2 separate regions of the Oryctolagus cuniculus genome follow, and region 1 is linked to region 2. The links are chromatin contacts, called in public Hi-C maps. All regions are on one chromosome and are shown on one strand. Each heading gives the region's core, a stretch centred on a gene start, on an enhancer-like site or on the middle of the called end of the contact. The rest is flanking DNA. Distances are from core to core; before and after follow the strand shown. Region 1 has its middle 29 kb from the start of TLR3. Region 2 holds the start of CCDC110 (coiled-coil domain containing 110).

Evidence for each region. Hi-C and Micro-C count contacts between places; a contact is called where the count stands out from the background.
Region 1: a Hi-C map of an unstated tissue shows a contact between it and region 2, with 4 times the contacts expected there. The contact joins the enhancer-like site here to the promoter of CCDC110 in region 2. A contact is called at or near these places in 3 of 6 Hi-C or Micro-C datasets (ear pinna, skin fibroblasts and an unstated tissue).

Annotation. Positions count from the first base shown.
Region 1 is chr2:68,016,939-68,024,270 of mOryCun1.1, reverse strand. No RefSeq gene overlaps it. Among named protein-coding and RNA genes, the nearest start is that of TLR3, 29 kb to the left of the region's middle. Within about 2 kb of position 3,415, at least 6 of the 8 cell types and tissues checked have an H3K27ac peak or open chromatin away from gene starts, as enhancers often do. A contact at or near this core is called in ear pinna, where this site is marked.
Region 2 is chr2:67,435,083-67,441,764 of mOryCun1.1, reverse strand. It overlaps CCDC110 (coiled-coil domain containing 110), which reads left to right and starts at 4,357. Exons shown (of 8, transcript XM_051833153.2): 1 at 4,357-4,515; 2 at 4,796-4,900. The coding sequence starts at 4,506.

The DNA.
Region 1 (7,332 bases), core at 2,166-4,665, 580 kb before region 2:
GGTTAGAATTCTTGTCAATGACATTGTTATTGTCAGTTGCTCTTCTCCTTGTCTGTATTTCCTGTAAAGTCCTGACACGTTGTATAACTCATGGTTTAACCACTTTGCTGCTAAGAGAGTGATCACACAATGAGCCAAGACTGTTAATCAATCTTAGTGAGTATCCTCCAATAGAGAATATCCAGATGTTGCCTAAGCTCTCCTAACACCAAGAACCAGATCTATCACACACAATGCAAAGACTGGGCATTGATGACTCTCTTCAAAAAGATCATGATCACAAGGGGGGAAATGTGCAAATAAAAGGAAAGAGTTATTATGAAAGAACATTGAGGGAATTTTCCAAATGGATCAGGAGACCACTAGGGAATCACAAAGTATGCATGACTCCAGCTGCTGCCTGGAATGTGAACTTTAGACACTTTTCCCCTTGACTGCAGTCATCTGGAACAGATGATCAATCACACTGAATTCAGAGATTCAAGATGTATGGCAAGAGGCAATCAAACTCCTAGGGACAGTTTAACTAAATATATGCATGCTTTTCTTTGGCCCATTACACAGTCTCTATCATGTAGCCTCTGCTCTTAGCTTCAATGGAAGTTCGCCCACAAAAGAATGTTTAATGTTTAATAATAAAACAAAACCATGCATTAAGCTCCCACCTTCCCTGCTTCTTTGCAACATTGGTTCAGAGCCATCTGAATCTGTGTCTCCTGAATTGCAAGTCCCAAGATTGTGAATGAAATTGCCTTTTTTTTCTATTCTTAGTTTCTGAGTTTGAACTGATCAACACTAAGTTTTGTTTGTTTGTTTGTTTGACAGGCAGAGTTAGACAGTGAGAGAGAGAGAGACAGAGAGAAAGGTCTTCCTTTTTCCGTTGGTTCATCCCACAAGTGGCCACTACGCCGATCCGAAGCCCGGAGCCAGGCACTTCCTCCTGGTCTCCCATGCGGGTGCAGGGCCCAAGGACCTGGGCAATCCTCCACTGCACTCCCAGGCCACAGCAGAGAGCTGGCCTGGAAGAGGAGCAACTGGGACAGAATCCGGTGCCCTGACTGGGACTAGAACCCGGGGTGCCTGCACCACAGGCAGAGGATTAGCCAAGTGAGCCGCGGTGCCAGCCCCAACACTGTTTAACTCTATGACTGGGTAGTGAAATCACTCACACACGAGTCAGATGTGTAAATAAAAGGTAGCCCCTCAATTTCCCTACCATTGACACATCTTGCTCCTGCAAGTCAACCTGCTGGTGTTGGGGTGTGGGGCGCAAATGTGAATCAAGATCTAGCTCATCTCAACTTCTGTTCATTTTAAATCTTTTATTCAGTGCCTGGAGTCATGCCCCAATTCTGCTCCTGACAATAGCTGCCTGCTAATGTGCACGCTAGGAGGCAGAAGGTGATGGCTCAAGTAGTCGGGTTCCTGTCACACATGTGGGAGGGATCAGGATTGAGTTCCCAGCTCCTGGCCTCAGCCTGGCCCAGCCCTACCTTTTATCAGCATTTGGGGAGTGAACCAGTGGATGGGAGATCTCTTTCTGTCTGTTTCTTTGTCTCAGTCTCTACTGCTCTCTCTGACTTCGGAATAAATAAAACAAATTTTAATAAAATAAAATTAGATCTTTCCTTTAGTAAATGCTCACTTCCTTTAATGCTCAGTTTCCCAGCTCACAGCCTCCCCACACCAAGGGAACGGACACAGCAGTTCTGTTACTCGCCCACCCTTTCCACCTCCTCCTGATGTACAACAGCTTGCATCTCCTGACCACACCCTCAAGGGACAAAGGGTCACTCCTCCCTGCTCTCATGGCAAAAACGGTGCCTTCTCAGACATCTAGGCCAGGCGCTTTATATGCATGAGACGTCCATGACACTCGCTTCTCTTTCTTCCTGTCTTTCTCTCTTGCTTTTGCTCGTCCTTTCTCATTCTCTTCCTCTCTCCAAAGTTTAGCCTTTGGTCGTCCTGTCTTGGTCTTGCTATAGACAGTAAGAGAAATCAAATTTGATGGTCAAAGCATATAGCTACAAGCAAGAAGCCCCATTTCCCTAGCGAGGGAGGGGAGACTTTCCTTCTAACCTCTGAATATTCAGGACGATAGTCCCTGAAACAAACTGTCAGGAGGTAGGTCCCCAGGAGTAAAGGTGGCACAGGGGTGTCCCTGGAATGAAAAGTGGAAGCTTGCGTATCTTCTTCAGAGGGGACAGAAGAAGGAGACACAGGAAGCTTAGGGGGGAATAAGTGATCTGGGGGAAAGATAATGTGCCCTCCCAAGCATAGGTGACAGCCTGTGACCAAACCAGTCTGGGTGTCCTCTCTTGTGATGAGTTCAACCTTCCCCAGTGATCAGAGTCCTGGGGAGGGGATTCCTGAGAAGTGAGTTGCTTTTGGAGGACCTGTCTTTAGGCAGGTAAGAGAAGTGCTGGGAAAGATCGCCTTTTATTTGCCCCTCCTCAGCTGCCCTCACTTTAAGTATCAGAACACTAGTGTGCCATATTTGGGGTCCTGAACTGCATTGCCCATGAAGCACGGAAACCCACGACTTCCATGACTGGGGTGCTCAGGCACCAAGACCAATAGGAAATGGAAACATGTCAGAAAATGCATTTCAAAAACCAGCGTGCTCGCAAGGAGCTATCCCCAGGGTAAAGGGAGATGAGTGTAAGGGACTTTCTTTTCATGACCCTCCCCTTCCTTCATGAATATCCTCGAAGTTCATATAGGTCAAAAGGTCATTAACTGGATAAAATTACACAATGGAGTGAGGGAAGGTCATAAGGGAGAATTCTCATTAAACAGAGAAAACCAAAGCAGAACGTTGATAGCTACCAAGACACTGAGAACAATTTTATCATTTGTTTGTTGTTCATAACTGCTTGCCCTTGAAACCTGGCAAGCTGACAAGTTAATCACTTGGAAGGAACAGGTCTCCATGCCAAGCCCAGGTGTCCCAGTGGCAACGAGATTTGCAGCTCTCCCTGGGTAGTCAGAGGAGGGCAAACAGGCCTCCTTTTGGTTCCACCTGAACAGTCGGAGATGGGCGCTGGGACTTGGCTGCTGCTCTGGCACCCGGAGCTGCCTGTTTGTGCTCAGCTCCACTTCAGTCCCTGCATGGTAGAGGAAACGGGAAGTGGTGAGCAATGCCATCAGAATGCACAGACAATGCACGGAATTCTTCTCATGCTAAACTCAAGAAAAATCCCTCAGCTCTCAGAATGTTCCTTGCTAATCTCCCTTTCTGGCTGTTCTTCAGCTACTTGGAATCCTTTCTCAGGCTTCTAGCCTCCTTTTAGCTGTAGAAAGAGAATGAAAGAAATGCACCCTAAGACCTTGGATTTTTTCCCTTCCTCTCTGTTGCCAATGAATCAGTCTGAAAGCGAGCTGGCGCAGGGTCCAGGGATTTGCGTCAGAGACTTGAGAGAGCTTAGCAAAGCGGTTGCTGCAGGCGGTCGGGCACTTCCAAACATGGCTCTAGCTGATGGCCTGCACTTCTAGGGTAGTGATCTGCTGTTCACACGTGTCTCCTACCTGCACATAGACTGGGAATGTTTTATGTATTTTCTTCTTTCTTTCTTTGCTTCGTTTTTGTTGGGTGGGCAGGGGTGGTGGCTTTCATATACATCTTAATAGTTCCATGATCAAAATCACTGCTTTTCAAGCAAATTAACTAGAGCACACAGCACTTCAGTTCCCTTCTTGTACTTTCCTCCTAGGCATCTCATGGAGTGGAACACAAACACTGTGTCTGCTTCTCTAAGGAGTTTTCCATGGGAAGGGCAATTATTTTTGTTTTTATTGGTATCCCTCTCTCAAGGAGTCTGTTCATTTATTCAATAATGTTTACTGAGTGTCAACTATGTAGAGGGTACTCCAAAGAATTCCACAAACAAAGCCCAGAGAACAAGGCAGGAAAGGGACATAGACATGAATGTAGTAGGGGAGACATTAAACATATAAACATTTTAAGACCATCACATGTATTTTATTTTGTCCCATGTGCTCTGGCACCATGAAGAAAACAGACAGAGTATCTCATGTATTTTGAGGCTGGCTTTTCTTTTTAAAATTATTTAGTTTTGGGGCGGGGAGGGAGAGAGACATAGTATCTCCCTTCCACCGGCTCACTCACCAAATGCCCTGGGCAAATCTTGGGACCAGGAATTCAGTTCAGGTCTGGCACATGGGTAGCAGGGACCCAACAACCTGAGCTGTCACCTGCTGCCTCCCAGGATACACATTAGCAGGAAGCAGATCAGAAGCAGAGCCCGAACTCAAACCCGGGCACTCCAAAATGTGATGCAGGCAGCTGAAGCAGAGTCTTTTTTTTTTTTTTTTTTTTTGACAGGCAGAGTGGACAGTGAGAGAGAGAGACAGAGAGAAAGGTCTTCCTTTGCCGTTGGTTCACCCTCCAATGGCCGCCACGGCCGGCGCACTATAGCCGGTGCACCGCGCTGATCTGATGGCAGGAGCCAGGTGCTTCTCCTGGTCTCCCATGGGGTGCAGGGCCCAAGCACTTGGGCCATCCTCCACTGTACTCCCTGGCCACAGCAGAGAGCTGGCCTGGAAGAGGGGCAACCGGGACAGAATCCGACGCCCCGACCGGGACTAGAACCCGGTGTGCTGGCGCTGCAAGGCGGAGGATTAGCCTAGTGAGCCGCGGCACCGGCTGAAGCAGAGTCTTAACTGCTGGACCAAACGCCCACCCTAGGGCTGGCTTTTCAACTCCTCTCCCAACCCATTTACGGAATCACTCTCAGCACTACAGTTAGGATGTCTGCTTGAACTGTAGGAGCAGAAAAGCAAAACAAAAAAAACAAGCTTGCAACTCCTCGTCTGAGACTTCCTGCAGGGAAGTTTGGAGGGCTACCCTCTGTGTGGAGAGGCATGGGTGTGTGTGGGGAACCATGTTACATGAGCAGGCCTGGTCCGGCCAGCTCAGCCACAGCTCTTCTCCTGTTTTCTGGTATTGCAGGTGTTGCGAGGCAGCTGGTAGCCAAGGACCTATCTGTGTGTGTCTTTTCTCTCAGCTCCTGCTTTTCCTGGCTGCGAAGCATCCCAGAGCCTTGGACAGGAGGGCATCTCCTGCCTCTCTCAATGCTCACAGCCCTTGGTTTCATACCCAGGGCAGGATCTAGCACCTGACTATTTCCCAGCCTCTCCCCCAAGGGTAAGCGACTTTGGCTTCTGCTCCTCTCTAGGAACATGGCTTACGCCAAGACTGTCAACTGGAGGGTTTTCTGCCTAGTCCCAGTCTTTCCAGGTGCACGCAGTAGAAAACTGGAGCGTGGCTAGTGGGTGAATACAAATTCTCCTTCTGCCTGAGGCCCCCAGGCATCTAAGCTATCTCAGTGGTTTGCGCTTGGTCTTCAAGAATCTGTTGATGTATCTGGCTGTTTTCTTCCAGCCTGACTTAGGGCAGCTGCATCCCCCTCCCAGACTCTGCCCAAGGTCATACATTCTGTACTGCCCTTTTTTTTAAAGATTTATTTATTTATTTGAAAGGCAGAGTTACAGAGAGGAAGAGGGAGAGAAAGGAGGGGGGGTCTTTCATCACTCCCCAGAAGGCCACAATGGCTGGAGCTTGTGCCAATCCAAAGCCAGGAGCCAGGAGCTTCTTCTCAGTCCCCCACATAGACACAGGGGCCCAAGGACTTGGGCATCTTCTACTGCTTTCCCAGGCCATAGCAGAGAGCCGGATTGGAAGTGGAGCAGCCAGGACTCGAACTGGTGCCCATGTGGGATGCCGGCACTGTAGGCAGTGGCTTTAACTGCTATGCCACAGTGCCAGCCCCTGTGCTGTCCATTTCTGAAGGGACCTGCCAGTGCTCAGAACTGAGCTTACTCCATTGCCTTGCAACTTCAGCTTGCTGATATACTTAAGAAAATTTGTAATTCTAATCTTGTAGATTAACTGGATTTTCCTCCTTGCTGAGGTGGGAGTGATCTCTTCTGGAAGCTGTCTACGTCTCAAGTGGAGGCAGACTTCTCTGTTTTGCTTGGAGATCTGACACAGGTGGTCTGGAGTCTGGTCTCCTCACTGGTGAGTGATGGAAGCCTCTGTGCTGCTAAAGCTTCAGAAGTGAAGTATTTGTCAACTCACCATGTATCTGTGAGGTGTCTACTACTGGTTGAGCATCTCGTATCTGAAATGCTTAAGATCGGAAATATTTCCAATTTGGAATATTTGCATATACATAATGAGATATCTTGGGGGCTGGGATGCAAGTCTATATCCAAAGTTCATTTGTATTTCATATGTGCCTATACCCAGGGTCTGAAGATTACTTTATATGATATTTTGAGTGAATCTTTGTTTTAGCCATGACCCAGCACATGAGGCTAGGTGTGGAATTTTCCATTTGTGGTGTCAGCACTTTCAGATTTTAGAGCACTTCCGAGTCCAGATCTTTGAACCAGGGATGCTCAACGTATATTCACACATCACTGTATCAAGAACTGAGGAGAACAAGGTGAGCAGGGCACAATTCTTGTTCTACAGTTGCTCACAGACTGCACGGAGTGAATGGGCAAAAACAAATGTAATAAAGCAGTGAGGTGAATGTCATAGTAGGAGTGGGAAGGAAACACTGGGAACATGGGCCTAAAGAATAGGACACGGGGGCACTGAGGAAGTATTTTTAAAAATTATTTATTTGTTTACTTATTTATAGATTGACTTTCTTTTTTAAAAAAAGATTTTATTTATTTATTTGAGAGGTAGAGTTACAGACAGAGGGAGAGACACAGAGAAAGGTCTTCCATCCACTGGTTCACTCCCCAGTTGGCTGCAATGGCCGGAGCTGCGCAGATCTGAAGCCAGGTGCCAGGAGCTTCCTCTGGGTCTCCCAAGCAGGTGCAGAGGCCCAAGGACTTGGGCCATCTTCTACTGTTTTCCCAGGCCATAGCAGAGAGCTGGATTGGAAGAGGGGTAGCCGGGACTAGAACCAGTGCCTATATGGGATGCTGGTGCCGCAGACAAAGGATTAAGCTACTGCGCCATGGCACTCGCCTCAATTGACTTTCATTTTATTTGATAGGCAGCGAAAGACAAAGAAAGAGAGAGTGAGTGAGAGAAACAGAAAGAAAGAAAGAGATTTTCCATCAGCTGGTTCAGTCCTCACATGCCCACTACAGCCAGCAACAGGCTAAGCCAAAACCAGGAGCCAGGAACTCCATCCGGGTCTCTCATGTGGCTGGTAGGGACCCAAGTACTTGAGCCACCACCTGCTGCCTCCCAGGGTACACATTAGCAGGAAGCTGGAAAGGGAAACAGAGCAGGAACTCATGCCCAAGGACTGATACAGAATGTGGTTGTACCAAGTGGTGTATTGA
Region 2 (6,682 bases), core at 3,108-5,607:
GGCACAGAAACAGAAGTATAGACCAACAGAATGGAACAGAAATCTAATGTGAACTAGTACACTGTGGAAGACAGTATGGAGATACCTCAGAAATCAGAATATAGATAGACCTACCACATGATCCAGCCATCCTGCTCTTGAGATGTTACCCAAATGAAAAGAAATCAGCACCTGAAAGAGTTGTCTATACCGCCATGTACACTGCAACACAATTTCACAATAGCTACGATATGGAATTAACCCAGATGTCCATCAACTACTGACTGGATAAAGAAATTATGATACACACACACACACACACAAAATGGAGTACTACTCAGCTATATAAAAAAAAGAAATTATGTTTTTGTAACAAAATGGATGCAACTGGAAACCATTATACTTAGTGTAATAATCCAGTCCCAGGGCTGCCACCACAACTCACTTGGCTAATCCTCCGCCTGCGGCGCCGGTACCCGGGTTCTAGTCCTGGTTGGGGCGCTGGTTCTGTCCCGGTTGCTCCTCTTCCAGTCCAGCTCTCTGCTGTGGCCCGGGAAGGCAGTGGAGGATGGCCCAAGTGCTTGGGCCCTGCACCCGCATGGGAGACCAAGAGGAAAGGGCCTGGCTCCTGGCTTCAGACCAGCGCAGTGTGCTGGCCGTAGCAGCCATTTGGTGGGTGAACCAATGGAAGGAAGACCTTTCTCTCTGTCTCTCTCTCTCACTGTCTAACTCTGCCTGTCAAAAAAAAAAAAAATAATAATAATAATCCAGTCCCAAAAAGACAGATACATATGTTTTCCCTGATCTGAGGTAAATAATAGAGTACCTAAAATGTAATATATTGGAATGAAATGGACATTTTGAGATTTGATGATTGTTCACAGTCCTTGTCTCTTCTGTTTTGGAACAATGTTTTTTCCTTTATACTATTTGTTGAAATCTTTTACTTATTATAGGGTTAACTTTACAACCATTAAGTAAACTGAAAGTAAGTCTTTGTAAAAATTAAGAGTGGGAATGAGAAAGGGAGGAGGAAGAAGTGCTGGAGCATGGGCAGGAGGGAGCGTGGGCTGGGCAGTATCACTATGTTCCTAAATATGCATATATGAAATTCATGAAACTTGTATAACTTAAATAAAATTTAAAAAGAAATTCATGTGCCACCTGATAGGAAACAATGAGAAGGACCAAATGTCACTTTTTGAACAAATATGTACTATCTGAATTTAATCACTACAAAACATCCACAAAGCCACAAGAAGGAGCATTTCTAAAATAGCTGGCCTAGAATCTTTAACAGTGTCAAAATAACAGAAGTCCAAGGAAGACTGGTAAACAAACTGCTCTGACTGAAACCTATTAGAGACATGTTATGACAACGAAATGCTATGCAAAATCTTGGATTGGCTCCACTTTCTATAAAGGACAACACAGGTAGAACAAGTGAAATCTGAATGGGATCAAAGGACTAGAAGGTAGTAATGCATCAGTGTCAATTTCTGAAGTTTGGTGGCTTTATTGATGCTTATGTTCTTATGCTTCTTGTAAAGACAGAGGGGACGTCATACAAACAACTCAACCTTTAACAACTGAGGAGAAAAAGAACTCGGGGGAGCAGGGTGCTGGCGCTGTGGAGTAGCAGGTAAAGCTTCCACCTTCAGTGTCAAGATCCCATATGGGCACAGGTTCGAGTCTTGGTTGCTCCACTTCCCATCCAGGTCCCTGCAAATGGCCTGGGAAAGCAGTAGACGATGGCCCAAGTCCTTGGGCCCCTGCACCTGTGTAGGAGACCCCAAAGTAGCTCCTGGCTCCTGGCTTCAGATTGGCACAGCTCCGGCCATTGCAGCCATCTGGGGAATGAACCAGCAGATGCCTCTGTCTATCTGTAATTCTGCCTTTCGAATAAATAAATAAATCTTAAAAAAAAAAAAAACAGAGATCATAGCATCCTTGAACTTTACTGTAAGTTGGTGAAGAACTGAGAGCTAGCTCAAGCCCATTTTAATACTGAAGTAAAGATCTAAATACAAGTGGTGAGTAAAAAGAGAAAGCTGTGGAATAAACTATAAACTATGCTATAACTTATAAAAAGTTTTAAAACAGAGAACAATGACCTATGTTAATCCTGAGCACATTAAAAAAAAAAAAACTGAACTGGAAGACAGCATCCCAAATTTGTGGTGATGTTTTCTTACGGGAAGAACATGAGGAATTAGGAATAGGATAAGAGATAGTGGAGAGCGTCCAACTCTACATGTTTTATTTTTCTGAATAAAAAAACAAATATGGCAATAGAGTGATCACTGTTAATTCTGTGAGATGGAAGCCAGAAGTTAGTTACATCATTGTATGTTTCATTATTTTTAAATTTCTCAAAAAAAGACTTAACAAACAAGATTCTGGAAGGACTTTAAATTTTATAGGCCACCTAAACATGCATTTATGAGAAACCTGTAAAATTGTTCAGGTTTTTAGAAGTTTAGCAACTTCAACAAAGCTGATACATAATACAAATAACAGTCTCCTGAAAGCTCTTCAAAATATACCTTTCCAAATCATATCTGACCTAGAATAGTTAAATCTTTTCCGATTGGAGGAAAAATGTCAACAGTGTTTGGAAGCTCACCCTAAACTCTGGTGTGGAGAGCTGCCCTTCACCATTCGCCTTTTATGTAACTACGGCACCCATCGGAGCAGCGCCCTCTGCCTGGAGTTTTCCTCAGCCTTACCACAACTGGTCCAGTGTTGTGCAGGTAAGTACATCCTGCTCTGAGAGGTCAGGTCTCAGGTCATCCTCAACCTCAACCAGAAGGTTCAGAACGGAGGTAGTTTCCAAGTGTAGGTTGGGATGGGGGACGATGGTTTTAAGTGAGTAGGCATAACCAAACAAGGCTTTTCTCTCTGCACACACATTTCATACCTGCAGTGAGTGCCCAGTAGAGCTGGGTCCACCCTCCACTGCACTGTGTAAGCAACATGTTCATTCTCTTGCTACTATTTCCAGATTCTCTCCTTAAATAACAGGGTCACCCATGCAATTATGCCCTAAGGCCTTTCTAAAGGGAATGTCATTTATATTGTAGAACTCTTCATTTTTAAATCATCTTTCTTAATTTATTATAGTTTTATTAACTTCATAGATAGGGTTTTATATATTAATTACAGTAACTTTCTGACAAGTCAATTGCTTTCTTTCCTAACTAGGAATATGTGTAATTAAGTTTACAAAAGGAAAATGATCTTGATAACCAAAAGGTCTTATTGATCTAATATCTAGCATAAAACTTCTAGTACAAGGCCTGCTTTTCTGACTGGTGAGCTGATTGGGAGGCACTTACAATGAAACTCTTTAGAGACTAGGACACTGGCTAAATTTGAGTTTGATATTATAGTACTCACCATCTGATTTTTATATTTTATGCTAAATGGTGTAACTGACACCTTCAATTTAGACCCACAAGTAATTTCTACGTACTATCCAATATTGATTTGCCAACATAAGTTACAATTACATAACAAATTATAGAATATTATAATAATATTATATATTAATAGCATAAATTATTTGTTAGAAAAAATCCATTTGTATGAAAACTAAATTGTTAAGAAATAGTGACTTTTTAACCTAATGTGGTAGAGGCCTTTGTCTTTTAATTAAACTTCTTTTAACTAGGGCAAACAAAAGTCTTTTCATCATTTCAGCCTCGGGCCAATCCTGGAATGAAACAAGAGGAAGGAAACTGAACCAAAGTAAACCTTGGGGCGGCCACTCCTCAGAGTGTGCCCGTGCCCAGCGCCGCCGCGTCTCCAACACAGCTGAGCTCCCATAGCTATCGGGACGACGGAGAATCCCCAAGGCCAAGGTAGGCAACCGGGTGGGCGCGAGAGAAGAAGGGGGCGAGGGGTCCCTGCCAGCACTCGGCTGCCCGTGGGAAGAGCGTCGGGCCCAGCGGACGACCAGGAGCCAGGGCCCCGGGCGAGCGCGCGCACCTGCGCCCGCGCCCTCCTCACCTGTGCCCGCCCTCACCTGCGCCCGCGCCCGCCTCACCTGCGCCTGCCTCACCTGCGCCCGCGCCCTCCTCACCTGTGCCCGCCCTCACCTGCGCCCGCGCCCGCCTCACCTGCGCCTGCCTCACCTGTGCCCGCGCCCTCCTCACCTGTGCCCGCCCTCACCTGCGCCCGCGTCCGCGTCACTTGCGCCGGCGCCCGCCTCACCTGTGCCGGCCCTCGCCTGCGCCCGCGCCCGCCTCACCTGTGCCGGCCCTCACCTGCGCCCGCGCCCTCCTCACCTGTGCCCGCCCTCACCTACGCCCGCGCCCGCCTCACCTGCGCCCGGCGCCCGCCTCACCCGTGCCCGCCCTCACCTGCGCCCGGCGCCCGCCTCACCTGCGCCAGCCTCCGCTGCGCTCGTGGCCGGGGGGCGGCGCCCAGCGGCCCCGTTACCAGGCAACGGGCTGCCCGGGCGCGAAGCGGCGGAGCCGGATGCGTGGGGGAGGCAGTTGGGAGAGAGGCCTTGAACAGCAGACATGAGCCCCGGTGAGAGCCGGGCTGGGGCTGTTTCCGAGGGGGGAGCCGCGGAAAGTCGGAAGGGGAGGGAGAATAAAAGTGCGTGGCCCGAGGCCCGTCAGCCCCAAACGCCCGGGATTCCCGGGTCCACCTGGAGCGCACCCCGGCCGGCCGCTGCGGGCGCGCCGCTCTGGCGCGGCGGCCGCCTCTCCTCCGCTGCGTGGCCCGAGCGCGCCCTCCAGCGGCCAGCGGCCGCCAGCCGCGCCTCCCCGCCAGGCGGGACCCAGAGCGCAGGGCGCTTCCCTTACAGAAAGGCATCCTGAGGAAGGGGACGACGTCGACTCCGTTCTCCTGTCAGCGGCTAAGATCCTCAAGTCCTCCGAGGGAGGAAAGGAAGGTGGCGGCAGCGACGCAGGTAAAACCTCCCGGGCGAGGCCTCGGGGGCAGCGGTGGGGCGGCCCCGCGGTGCCGGCGGACTGCGGGTCACTGCGCAGGCGACGCTGCCCGGCCCGCAGGGCTTGTGCGGACACTGCTCTAAGCTATCTAAGGGGGCGCTATCGTCGTCCCTTTTTACAAGTGCGGAACCAGGCGCAGAGGGGTTGGCTGAGTCCCCGAGTCACAGGGGCAGCGGGGAACAGAGCGGGCAGGTCCGGGCTGCGGACCTTCGCCTCTGGACAGCACCGCCACACAGCTTCTCTGAGCGCCAAGACTTGTTGGTTTTCTTGAACGCTAAAAAGATACATACTTTACCTCAAAAAATACCCGAACTTCGCATTCGTGTTAAATGTTTATGGGCTACAGGATGTCGTGTGGGAAGGAGGATGTTTGCGGTAACCACTTAGCTTCAGATTTCAGGCCCCACAGGAACCGCGCGTGAGATGCGTGTCGGTGCCCAGCTGAGAATCCTGAGACTCCAGTCTCACTTCCTCCAGAGAAGCCGGGCGAGACTGCACACCCCGGAGGGCCCTGCTGTCAGCATGGCAGGCCAGGGAAGGAGGCAGGGGCCAGAGCCAAACTGATGGGCCGAGTTAGACGCCCCGACACGGTCACCTGTACGCCACGTGGGGCGGCCAGACCCTCCCGACACAGATGTGCTGAGAGGAGCCCGCAACCTGACGAGGCCAGCCTCAGGACACGAGTTCTGCATCTTCACAAATGCCTGTGGAGGATGGAACACATCCCATCACCACCTGGGTGGGCACCGTCTCCTGGGGCAGCAGGACTGTGCCCTGACCGGTCCCCTCTCTGCTCCCTGCCTGCCACCACCCGTGAGGACACAGCAGGACTGTGCCCTGACCGGTCCCCTCTCTGCTCCCTGCCTGCCACCACCCGTGAGGACACGCCGGCTTCCCTGTGCAACCGGGAGGGGGAAAGGGTCTCCATAGCCTACTTGGATCTGAAGTTTGCCCGGTATTTGCCTCTAAGAGGGTATTTATTGTCAGAAGAAATGGAGGTACCTTAATTCACAAGAACATGTGTTTTCCAATATGAATGAGATATAGGGCTCTGGAGAAAGAAGCCAGCACGTAAAGATAATATACACTGTTTAAGAGTTATAGTCTATTTATTTATTTATTTATTTTTGACAGGCAGAGTGCACAGTGAGAGAGAGAGACAGAAAGATCTTCCTTTTTGCGTTGGTTCACCCCACAATGGCCGCTGATCTGAAGCCAGGAGCCAGGTGCTTCCCCTGGTCTCCCATGTGGGTGCAGGGCACAAGCACTTGGGCCATCCTCCACTGCACTCCCGGACCATAGCAGAGAGCTGAACTGGAAGAGGAGCAACCGGGACTAGAACCCGGGGTGCCAGCGCAGCAGGCGGAGGATTAGTCTATTGAGCCACGGCACCAGCCAAAGAGTTACAGTCTTGTTAGCCATGGTGATTGCAAGTGTGTAGGATGGAGCACAGAAGGGGAACTCAATAGATGCTAGCTATCATTTTCCTAAGACAGCAGGAATTGCCTGCCTGCGACTCCCAGCCCAATGAGGAAGCCTGACTTTGAGCCCTCCCCTCTTCCTGTCCTCAGCTCTGCATCTCATTACATCTCCATTCCTAGAATACTGACCAACAGGATATCATCCTGATTAGCATAAATAATGCTGTTACAAGAGTTGTATAATATTCCTAAGGTCTTTGAGTTTAGAACAGTAATTAATTAACCCCCATTAAGCCTTGATTGATTGGAAAGGGTTTTTTT